2 separate regions of the Mus musculus genome follow, and region 2 is linked to region 1. The links are chromatin contacts, called in public HiChIP or PLAC-seq maps. All regions are on one chromosome and are shown on one strand. The core of a region is the stretch at or near the end of the contact, and the rest is flanking DNA. Distances in the headings are between cores, read along the strand shown.

Evidence for each region. HiChIP or PLAC-seq counts read pairs in DNA pulled down with a chosen protein or histone mark.
Region 2: a contact with region 1 is called in an H3K4me3 HiChIP or PLAC-seq map of craniofacial prominence, with 4 times the contacts expected there. The contact joins two enhancer-like sites. A contact is called at or near these places in 6 of 39 promoter capture datasets (the HPC-7 cell line, embryonic stem cells, hippocampal neurons and 2 more), 16 of 484 Hi-C or Micro-C datasets (B cells, CD4 single positive thymocytes, DN2 thymocytes and 13 more), 15 of 115 datasets of contacts at active chromatin or transcription factors (bone marrow-derived macrophages, craniofacial prominence, embryonic basal ganglia and 9 more) and 2 of 9 other capture datasets (adipose tissue and embryonic stem cells).

The regions. Positions count from the first base shown.
Region 1 is chr5:106,445,375-106,450,550 of GRCm38.p6, reverse strand. No RefSeq gene overlaps it. Among named protein-coding and RNA genes, the nearest start is that of Barhl2, 10 kb to the left of the region's middle. Within about 2 kb of position 3,775, at least 17 of the 459 cell types and tissues checked have an H3K27ac peak or open chromatin away from gene starts, as enhancers often do. A contact at or near this core is called in craniofacial prominence, where this site is marked.
Region 2 is chr5:106,782,022-106,786,926 of GRCm38.p6, reverse strand. No RefSeq gene overlaps it. Among named protein-coding and RNA genes, the nearest start is that of Gm33327, 18 kb to the left of the region's middle. Within about 2 kb of position 2,591, at least 22 of the 459 cell types and tissues checked have an H3K27ac peak or open chromatin away from gene starts, as enhancers often do. A contact at or near this core is called in craniofacial prominence, where this site is marked.

The DNA of each region.
Region 1 (5,176 bases), core at 2,526-5,025:
TTGAAAATGTCCACCCTTCTTTTCTCCATTTGTTTTGGTTTTGGCTACTTGCTGTTTAACACAGATTGTTAGATTGGTGTTGCAAGAGGAGCTGTTTTGGGAAGAAAGTTGGGTACCAAGTTCCTTTCTCTCCAACACTGCTGCAAAGGAGACCTTCACAGGTGCCCTAAAATCCCAAGTCCAGAAACTACTGCTTAAAAATCAAGAACAAAATGAGTTCATTCCTTTACAAGGGGGTTCTTTCATGCTTTTGTGCTGGCCCAGTTATATTTGGGGTGTGGAGAGGGGCAAGCAAATGTGTCTTTCCACAGGAGATTTAGCTGGTTAAGGACTTCCCCAAGTGGCTGTGCCGGGGAGCTAGCTACATTCCTTGTCTTTCCCCTGTCTGAAGGGCAAACTGTGACTGGTCTCTGGACTGGAAGTCTAGACAAACAGAAACTCTGACGACATTCTTTGCTTCCCACCAGAGCACAGGAAAATGGACTTGTTTCAGAGGGATGCTTAAAAACCTCAAAAGGTCCATCCTCAAGGCTTGCTGGCCTGGGGATGAGCCAGGGGAATCTGGAAAACACACTATAAATAATCAGTAATTTACTTGTTAAGGAAGAAGTTAAACTTTCTGGCCAGCAGCCAGTCAGTTGCAGTCCAACCAAGCTATTTTCAATAAATTGCAATGTAACCCTTGCTGCTTGGCGCCAGCCCCAGAAAATATATTTACCACCCTGTATCAATTTATCCCCCCCCCCAAGGAAAACCCACACAGTGCCGATTAGACAGCCAATTTCCTGTGTTGCTGCAAAACCCAGCTTACCCTTAAAGTCTCTCCCTTCCTCCCACCTACACTCTGCCTCTGCCTAGGCAACCTTTCAGGAGAATTTGCTCAACTCCCACCCCTTAAACAAGGTGGCTTGGGTGTAGTTTGGTTTTGTTATATTTTTAACTTTCTAAAAACATTGGGAAAAGCCCTCCCCAGGGCTAGGGAAACTTAAGTGCTTTTTAAACCATGAGGTGGCAAAGAATACACTGGAAGAAAAGTCCAGGCAGAATTTGAAGTCAGCAAGTTTGAAAAACAAGCCCTGACTTTTCACCACCCACAGACAGGTCAGGAGGAGATAAAACCGCCTTTTTCTGGGCAGCTTTGAACCCTTTTTGGGGAAAGCTGGCCCACCCTGTGTCCTGGCAGCTGACCACTGACAGTTGTGGGCACATGGGCAAGTGGAACCATCTCCAGGGCTGACCCTGGATGAACTTTCTGGGGACCCCAGTCCTCTTTACCACTTGAATCTTTTTTTTTTTTTTGAGTTGGGGCCTAGTGCCTAGCACCCCTCCATATCGCCTGTAGAAGACAACTTGCTTCCTCTATCTGAATGAGAGTCAGTGTGGACTCCCAGACTGGGTGATGGTGAGTGGGTGGGCTCCAGGGCTGTCTTTTTCAGGGAGATGTCACTGGCTGGCCTTTTGCTTTGGAAAATCAACCCCACTATCTTAACGGGGGATGGGAAAACTCAGAGGAGACCTTTGCCTTGCTTTCTCCTAGCTGGGATGTGAAGGCCTCTGTCATTGTGAGCTTTTCTGGGCGCGCTGCCATTCTGTTTCTTCCTCTTTACTTCTCCTTGCTTGGCCCTTCTTCTGGCGATCTCCAAGGTTCTCTTTCCTAGCACCACAGACAGCTCCCAGGTCGTGCTGTGGAGCAAAGACAAGGGCAGGCGGTTCCAGGCAAGGCCCAGGCTACTAAGAAGGGTGGGGTGGGGTGGGGGAGTGTGCCCACGGGTGGGGAGGTCCCGTGATTACAAGGAGCCCTCCCCGGCAGCGCTTCCTGATTAACTCGAAGTCCGACAGGGTCACATTCCAAAGAACACAGTCTCAGATCAATACAAGTAATTCAAAAATATGGGGGTAAGTAGCGCTCTGCGACAGATCAACTCTTAACCGCCCCCCACTTAATAAGTTCTTAACGGAAGGCCCCCGAGCCCCGGCCGCTGCGGGGGTCTCCCTTGGAACCTGCCCGGCGGCTCTTCTGCTTCAGTCGCGCGAGGTCTCCGCAGCTGGAAGACAAGCTCTGCGGAGGAGGTCGAGCCACGCGGGGTTCATGATCTGCAGCGCTTCTCCCTCCACGCGTGCTCACGACTTTTTGCGACCGTCTGATCGTATAGGAGGCCCTGAAAGGAAAACCGCGTACCGAGCGCGAGGCAGAACCTGGCCTTGGCCCTCGGTGCTGCCCTTGGGAGGGCAAGGCCCTGTGCCACTCCCGGCCGGCCCGCGGCGCAGAATGCACCAGGCGCTGGTGCCTTCAAGTCCCGGTAGCTAGGCGCTCGGGTCTCTGTGCTTGCCTGGCCTCAGGGCAGTCTGGCGGCCTTGTAAGCTCCTGTGCTGGTGGTGACAGAGGTGGCAGATGAGTTTCAGGATGATTGTCTGGGAAAGGCACCTATAGACAGACCTGGGTCAAAAATCCAGATATATTTCAGGAACAGTTCTCGGGATGACCTCCAGAGCAGTGCTGTGAGTTGTGGAAGAAATAAAAAGCCGGTCTCCATCTCCCATGAAGAAAATAAAATAAGCTTTGCAGCGCTGTGCATCAGGACCCACCTCCTGCTCACTCTTCCTAAGAGATCAGGACTGCATGGTAACCTTTCTTCAGTTCCTGGAGTCAGTTTCTTCAACTTTCTGGCTCCCTTCTTTCTCTTCCTAGCTGGGTTAGAGGGATAGAAAGGTTAATGGAAATTAGGAACTGACACCCAATGATTTTGGGAGTGTGAATTATCCACGATTGTGGGTTTGGGCACCATTGGAGATCAGGATTTCCCCAAAGCCCGTGAAGGCTGGAGGAAGAGACACTCAAAGGCCTCTATTAGGCCGTGTCTACGGGAAAGGGAAAGAGGAGACATGTTTTCTAGAGAGCAGTTGGAATTTATAATACCGCTGGTGGTGCACTCCTAAGCCACAAAACTAGAGTGCCCTCATGGAAGGCAAACTGTTCTAAACACTGTTGGCTGGGTGTTAGGAACCGGCTTGGGAGGCTGTGATTACCACACTACTTCGGAGAAGGCAAGCCGTGTGTGGCAGTGTCCAAATATGAGATTCTCATGGCAGGTCTCTTTCGGACAGGCCAGCTTTACTGCTGAATGCAAAGACTTAATGATTTAGTTGTAAATGGACTTGCTAAGACTCCCAATTTGACTAAAAGTTGTCCTGATATTACTCACAAGATGAAAATATATTTGGTGAAACGACTAAACTTATCTCTCAGAGTCTTGAACTAACAGTTGCCCTCCAGAGGGCTGAGTATTTGTAAGGTGAAAGGTTCCTGTCCCAGTATCAGCCGTTTCTCATTGGGAGTAAGGCGACTGGGGACCATTTAACATACGACTTTCTTATCTGTCCTATTTTCACAAATAGTTTATTAGTAGAGGCTTACAATATAGTGTCATTAAATTAAGATTTTTAAAGGGGACATACGTGTCCTCACTGGCCTCGAGTGAAGACATTGTGTCACATATGTGATTAAAGGAACAAATGTCACATCTTTCCTTGCTATGCAGTGATAGACCAAAAATTCACACATAACCCAAATTGACGAACCCACACACTTTTGTATTTTTTTCTTTGCCTTTGAAATTTCTGGCAGTCCACATTTTAGACGTTCCCATGAATCTAGGTTTACGTTAGAGCTAACTACCAAAAGGCAGTTCTTTCCACCTCCGCCTGCTGTGTCTCCTTGTGCTGGTGGCTGTGCCAGTCCCGCCTACCGTAGTCTCGTCCAATCAGAGCACAGCAACCTCAGCGGTTTGTGCCAGTTGCTGGATTCCTTTCTTTTTGCTTCTGCTTGTTTGAGTGGGGAAGAGGCTACCCAGACTGCAGAGCTAGACTGCAGAATCAAGGCACAAATTTCACTTTCCTGTTTTCCTCTTTCTTACCCTCTCTTATTTTGTTTAAAATCCTTTGCCCCCTCCAGTGCCCAGAGGATGCCATCAGGCAAGTGGGCACGTGCCATCTGCCTTCTCTGGGGTCTCATCATCCCTGTAAAAGACTCAATTATTTTCACATACCCAAAGTACACCCACAAAGACTCTTATTAGGGTAGAGTTGGCCTTCCCACTTCATCTACGACAGCAGTTATAGCTGCTTTCAAGCCTGGGATGGGAAGCAGATACGGTGGCCTGCCAGGATGAAGTTGAGATCCAGAGGGTCTGTTTTGCTCTCCATTTTCCTGTTTGACTTTTGTCCCACTTTTAGCTTTGCTATTGCAGACATGTGGGGTGTTTTAAGGAAAGCAAAGGTGACAGGTTAAAAACCCATACAGAGGGATGTTAATGAGAGGGGAGGAGGAGAACTAAGCTTAAAAGTTTACTGGCTATTACTAATTAATTTTTGGGTCAAGGTTTTGAAACTTGCAAACTATTCAGAACCCAGCACCCCCAACCCAGCACCCCCAACCCAGCACCCCCAACCCAGCACCCCCAACCCAGCACCCCCAACCCAGCACCCCCAACCCAGCACCCCCAACCCAGCACCCCCAACCCAGCACCCCGGGGGGAAGGAGCCCTTTACTTGGCAAGATGTTTTACAGACATCAGGTACCTCATTCCTTAGGGTTCACAGTTTTTACTTGGTTCTGCTTGGAAATTTGGCAGAAGGATACATCCAACAGATGGTTTGTAAGCAGAACTGATCTTGACCCAAACTCAGAACTGGAAAGAATCTCCAGTTATCTGGTTGAATACCAGCTGGAAGCAGCAGGTCTTTCTAAGATGTAGCTTTCTCTTTTTAATCCTTGTGGCCTCCTCCACCCCAGCCTCCAAGGATAGAGGAGACAAACCGAAAGAAGAAACTGTAGGATTACAGGTGACCGAGAGATAACTCCATGCAACAGATTTCTACCTGGCACAGAGGAGGTGGAAGTTCTGTGTAAATGTTTAAAACTGACTTCATATTGTGAAAGTAATGCATGCCTACTGAAGAACAGGTGTAGAGATGGAGAGAGTCACTTCCAGTGTGTGGCTTATTATTTCTAGGTTTGGTTTACTGTGCATCATATACAGCTGTACATATCTAAACTTCCATTTTTTCCATATTCAAGTACTTCTCCATAGTCTTTAAAACTCTATGTTTGTATGGTACCTGACATAATATTCCCCTCCCCCCATGAATTATGTTACCCATTTTTCTTAGCATATGT
Region 2 (4,905 bases), core at 1,342-3,841, 340 kb before region 1:
TATGCACCAAGTTGTAAGTGTGGCCCAGACAGCATTGCTCTGTGCCTTAAGGTGGAGGAATGCTGTTCCTGATGGCTTTGTATATTGCCAGGGGAAGGATTTAGAATGTGTACTAGCTATTCCTATGCCAACTTGACACAAGCTGGAGTTTTCTGAAGGGAGGAAACCTCAATTGAGAAAAGGCTTCCATAAGATCCAGCCATAAAGCATTTTCCTAATTAGTGACTGATGGCGATTGATTAGTGATTGATTGACCCTCGTTCCTCATCTCCTACCTTTGACACTCAGGGGAGGAGAAGTTATTCAGGACAAAATGGAGGGCTGCCTCTAAGGGGCTATGGCTGAGAAGTCAAATTTAGTCTACTGGCCTCAGAGATTTGTTACAAGCCATAACACATGTAAACATGTTGACAAACTATTTGTTTCTATTATATTTCAATATCCAGACTCCACTGGCCACATTCTGAGTTGTTCAGTCCTTTCAGAGCAGGGTATGTAGTCCAATTTATACAAAGTGGTGAATGAAGTATTCTACTTAGGAAAGGCTAGCACTAGTTATAGGTAGCATGTGTTGAGCATTTATTACATACTAGAGCACATGCCAAGCTGTATGACAAGACCTTTCCTGGGAGACACAACACATACATCTATTCATCCCAGACAGACCAACGTATGGATACCACCAAAATCAAATTTGGTGAACCAATGAGTTTTATGGGTTACTTACAGGAGCAGAAATGACTCACAGCTATATCATCAAAACCAAGCCCAGTATGAGTGACAGGTCACAAAATCTTGGAACCTGGAGCACACTGTACAGCCTGCAGGCAGCTGGGCAGCTTGGCAGCTCGGAGAGTGTACTTTCCAAGTGATTTAGCTGGTCTAAACCCCTTCCTGGCAGCTCTACTGATATCTGCTTCTTCCAGACAGCTGGCCTGGTCTTAGAATCTTCTCTGCAAGCTTGGCTTGTCTGAGAGGGATTCTCAGCAGTCTTTATTGTTTAGTCTTGGGAAAAGGCACCTAGTGAATCTGCTCAGTTTCAGGGACTTCCTGAAGCTATTCTGAGTTGTTTCCCTTCTGTCTTAAAGTGCTTTTCTGGAAGATACAAATTTTTATACAGGAATTTTAATTTTAAATTTAAAAAATTAAAAAAATTTAATACAGTAAGAAATTATTCCACAAGTGCTTTGTAAATTTTATCCAGCTTCACCCTCATGAACCAGACACCTTCATGAGCCCTACTTTATTGAGAAGGAAACTGAATTGATCCCTGTCCTTGGTCAGTAAGTATCAGAGTCAAAACAGTCTTTATTTTTTGGTGCGGGCCTGAAATTTATGGCACTAAGCAAGCTATTGTCACTGAGAGTTACTGTCTTCAAAATCAACTCACTTTCATTCCCTCAGTTTACCAATGCAGACACCGAGGCTCAGCCAAAGGCAATGATGGAGAACTTCAGCCTAGAACCTGGTGCTGCTTTTATTTCAGCGCATCCAGTGGTAATGATTGGGCCTCAGACTGACCTCAGACTGCCAAGGTAGCTGGGGATGGCCTTGAACATCTGGGCCTCCTGCCTCTAACTCCTGAGTGTAGAGATGGCAGCTGTGAGCCACCACACCCAGTTTCATGCAATGCTGGAATTGCCACATGGTGGCTCACAGCCACCTATAATGGGCTTGACTTGGGCATTTATTTCTGTCCTCTTTCAAATCATTCACCATTTTAAATGTTTGCCTTTCTGATCTTTGCCTGCCATCTCCTCCTCTTTGACATCTTGGGATTCTGTCACAGAAAAGTTGGAAAGTCTTGTGTGCTGCCTTCACTTCCCTTTTCCTATTTCTTGTGCGTAAATGCTGGTGTTTGCACATCCGTTGAGAAGGATCTCTCTTTCGGTTTTAAGGGAGAGTCTTCCTAGGGAACAGCCTTCTTTTGGGGGCTCAATCCCAGGGCCAGTTTAAAGCGGGGGGGGGGGGGGGAACAAGCGACATTATCAGTAACACAAAACAAATGAGATAAATAAATATAGAAAAATCCAGCTAAAGGCAACCACTAGCCACCAGTAATGACAGAAAGAAGCAGCAAAACAGACACAGAATACATAAAAGTTTAAAATTAATAAAAATAAAATTAGCGTGAATTACACAGTAACAAAGGGGACTGGGAAAGGAAAAAAATGAACGAAGCAAGGTTTTTAAATAGAAGAGGGAAGAAAAATAAGAAAAGGGGTGATAAAAGTCTAGTTAAAAATAAGTAAATAAAATTAGATACAATTTTAAGGAATTATGGGAAGGAGAGAAGGAACCTAGGAAAGAGAGGGAATAAAGAAGGAAGTGGGGGAGGGGAAGGAGACAGAGCGGGAGGTAGGGAGAAGAGGGGGAGGGGGGAGGAAATCCTTCTAACCAAGGTACTGGGCAGAATGCTTTCTTAGCCTTGCCATAGAATGAGCACTGGAGAGTTTGCAAAGTGCCGACCCCCACCTTGGCTGGAAATGACTGTGGCGCTTCTCTCTGGATCCATTAGGTCCTAAGGGGCAGGGGAGTGGAGCACATCTGAGCCTTATTTTAATTCTTTCTGTTCCCACCAACCAGGTTGGCGCCGCGGTATGCAGGCTGAACTCCCCCATTTCCTGAGGAGCCAGTTAAGGAGACTTTGTGGGGGAAGGGGACAGAGATTGGTTTCTCCTCAGACTTCTTTCATTCAAATCCAGTTACCAGAGGACTTCAGTGGTCTGTAGGCTGACCTCCATAAATAGCCCCAAGTCTGCGGCACATGTCCTTACTGTGCTTTATCCCCAAAGGTCTCAGCGAGTGGAGGAAGCAGAGAACTGAGTTCTGTGATGGAGTAGGGGCACCATGGGAAGGGAGCGTGGCACTGGCCTCAGTAAACCCCGTAGCTGCTTTTGCTATTTGACATGGAAGACAGCAGCTGGCCACCCTGCCCTGCACAGTGTATATTCCCCAGTCTTAAAACCCTACCTCAGCAGTTGTGAGAGTTAGTCTTGTCAACTTGACAGGATTTGGAGTCGATCTAAGAGGCACACCTCTGGGTGTGTCTGGAGGGATATCTCTAGATATAAATAATAGAGAGGACAAGACCCACCCTTAATGATATGTTATTCTTCTGTCGCTAAATGAGCCAATTTAAACCAGGTTAGACAATATTATAGGCAGGTTTATTGGGAAGCTGCACTTGGGAGAGTTCACTGGCCCCAAGGACCAAGGCCAGGGAAGTTGCTATGGGAAAAGATGTGGGGGTTAAGGGATAAGAGAGAAAGAGAGAGAGAGAGAGAGAGAGAGAGAGAGAGAGAGAGAGAGAGAGAGAAAGGAAGAAAGAAAGAAAGAAAGAAAGAAAGAAAGAAAGAAAGAAAGAAAGAAAGAAAGAAAGAAAGAGGCACAAATGCAGAGAGAGAAGAGAAGAAGAGAGAGCAACCAAAATGTCTGGATTATATAAGGAGGATCCTCTGGGGGAAGGGCAACCCAGTCCCAGGCTGGAAAGTTCAGGGTTGGGGGCAGGGTATGCCAGGTAGGGTTGGTATGTAAAATATGTACTTCATTCTCTTGTCCAGGGTCAAAACCATACACTTAAAGTGGACAGCACCTTCCTGTACATTGTACATCGATTGCTTCGATGTAGCCGACACCCATCAGACTGCAGCTTCGTCAGTCACCTGCTAGCGTTGGTTTGCAACTGCTGAATACCAAGACCCAAGGCATGGGTTCTACTTCAAGCATTCCTGAAGGGTTCATGTGTGTGCGTGTGCGTGTGTGTGTGTGTGTGTGTGTGTGTGCGTGTGCGTGTGTGTGCATGTATGTGTGTGTGTGTGCATGCATGTGTGTGTGTGTGTGTGTGTGTAAAATGCAGGACTGAGGGTACCGATCACTTTGGATCTTTCAATGCCAGCGATTAAACACTGAGACTCTGAGCATCGTTTTCCTATTTTTATTATTTTAGAGATTTCTAAGTTGTTAGGTCTTAGTAAATGAATCCTTCCTGAGGCTTTTGTTGTTTTGTTTTTTTGAACGATTGGTTTCACATTTCACATGTGAGGAATGAGTATTGGAGACTCTGCATTTGGAATAGTACTATGCAGACATACAGTTGTCTATGCCATTTCTTAACATTTTACAAGGCTTCCAGCCTCTCTCACCCCAGCCTAGAGAAATGTCAGTGCTTCTGAACTCTGACATTTCCCTTCTCCCTACTCAGGCAGTCAAGGAGCCTGCTGCAGATTTTGCTTGTCTTGCTCAGAGTCTCTGAGATCCTCCTCCTCCCCATGCCATGTGTATACACAGACACAGACAGACAGACAGACAGACATACACTCACACTTCAGGTTGTACTTGAACCCACAGGGAATGGCTGCCTGACCCATATAGCCATTGGGAAGAGTCTGGCCCCAGATACCCTTCGAAGTTACCCTGTGAAACTTCATTTCTTCATTTCTACTTCACAGTACCAGGCCATACCTGTGTGTGTGTGTGTGTGTGTGTGTGTCTGTGTGTGTGTGTGTGTGTGTGTGTGTGTGTGTGTGTGTAAGAGGTGGGAGCTGACAGGCCTCCAGGACATGCGTTATTATTCCCTTTATACAAACAAAGAAACTGACCCACAAAGTAGTAAACTTAGCTGAAATCATACAGCTAGTTTGAGCGTTTGCAGTATGCTGAGCTTCTGAGCCTGCCCTGAAGCAAGCACTGGGCAAAGGGAAAGGAGCTGCTGTCTCCTCCCAGGGGCTCAGCAAATCCCCTTCCAGGCCAAATCTCTGCACAGGAAGAAAAGCCCTTATGTCACTGTCTGAGGATAGAAGCATTAGCCAGAGTCTTTTAAAGATCATTTTAATGATGATTTTAAGATCATTTTGGTCCATTCCAGCACTGATAAGTAAAGTCTATCTCTCCTGGCTGATATTT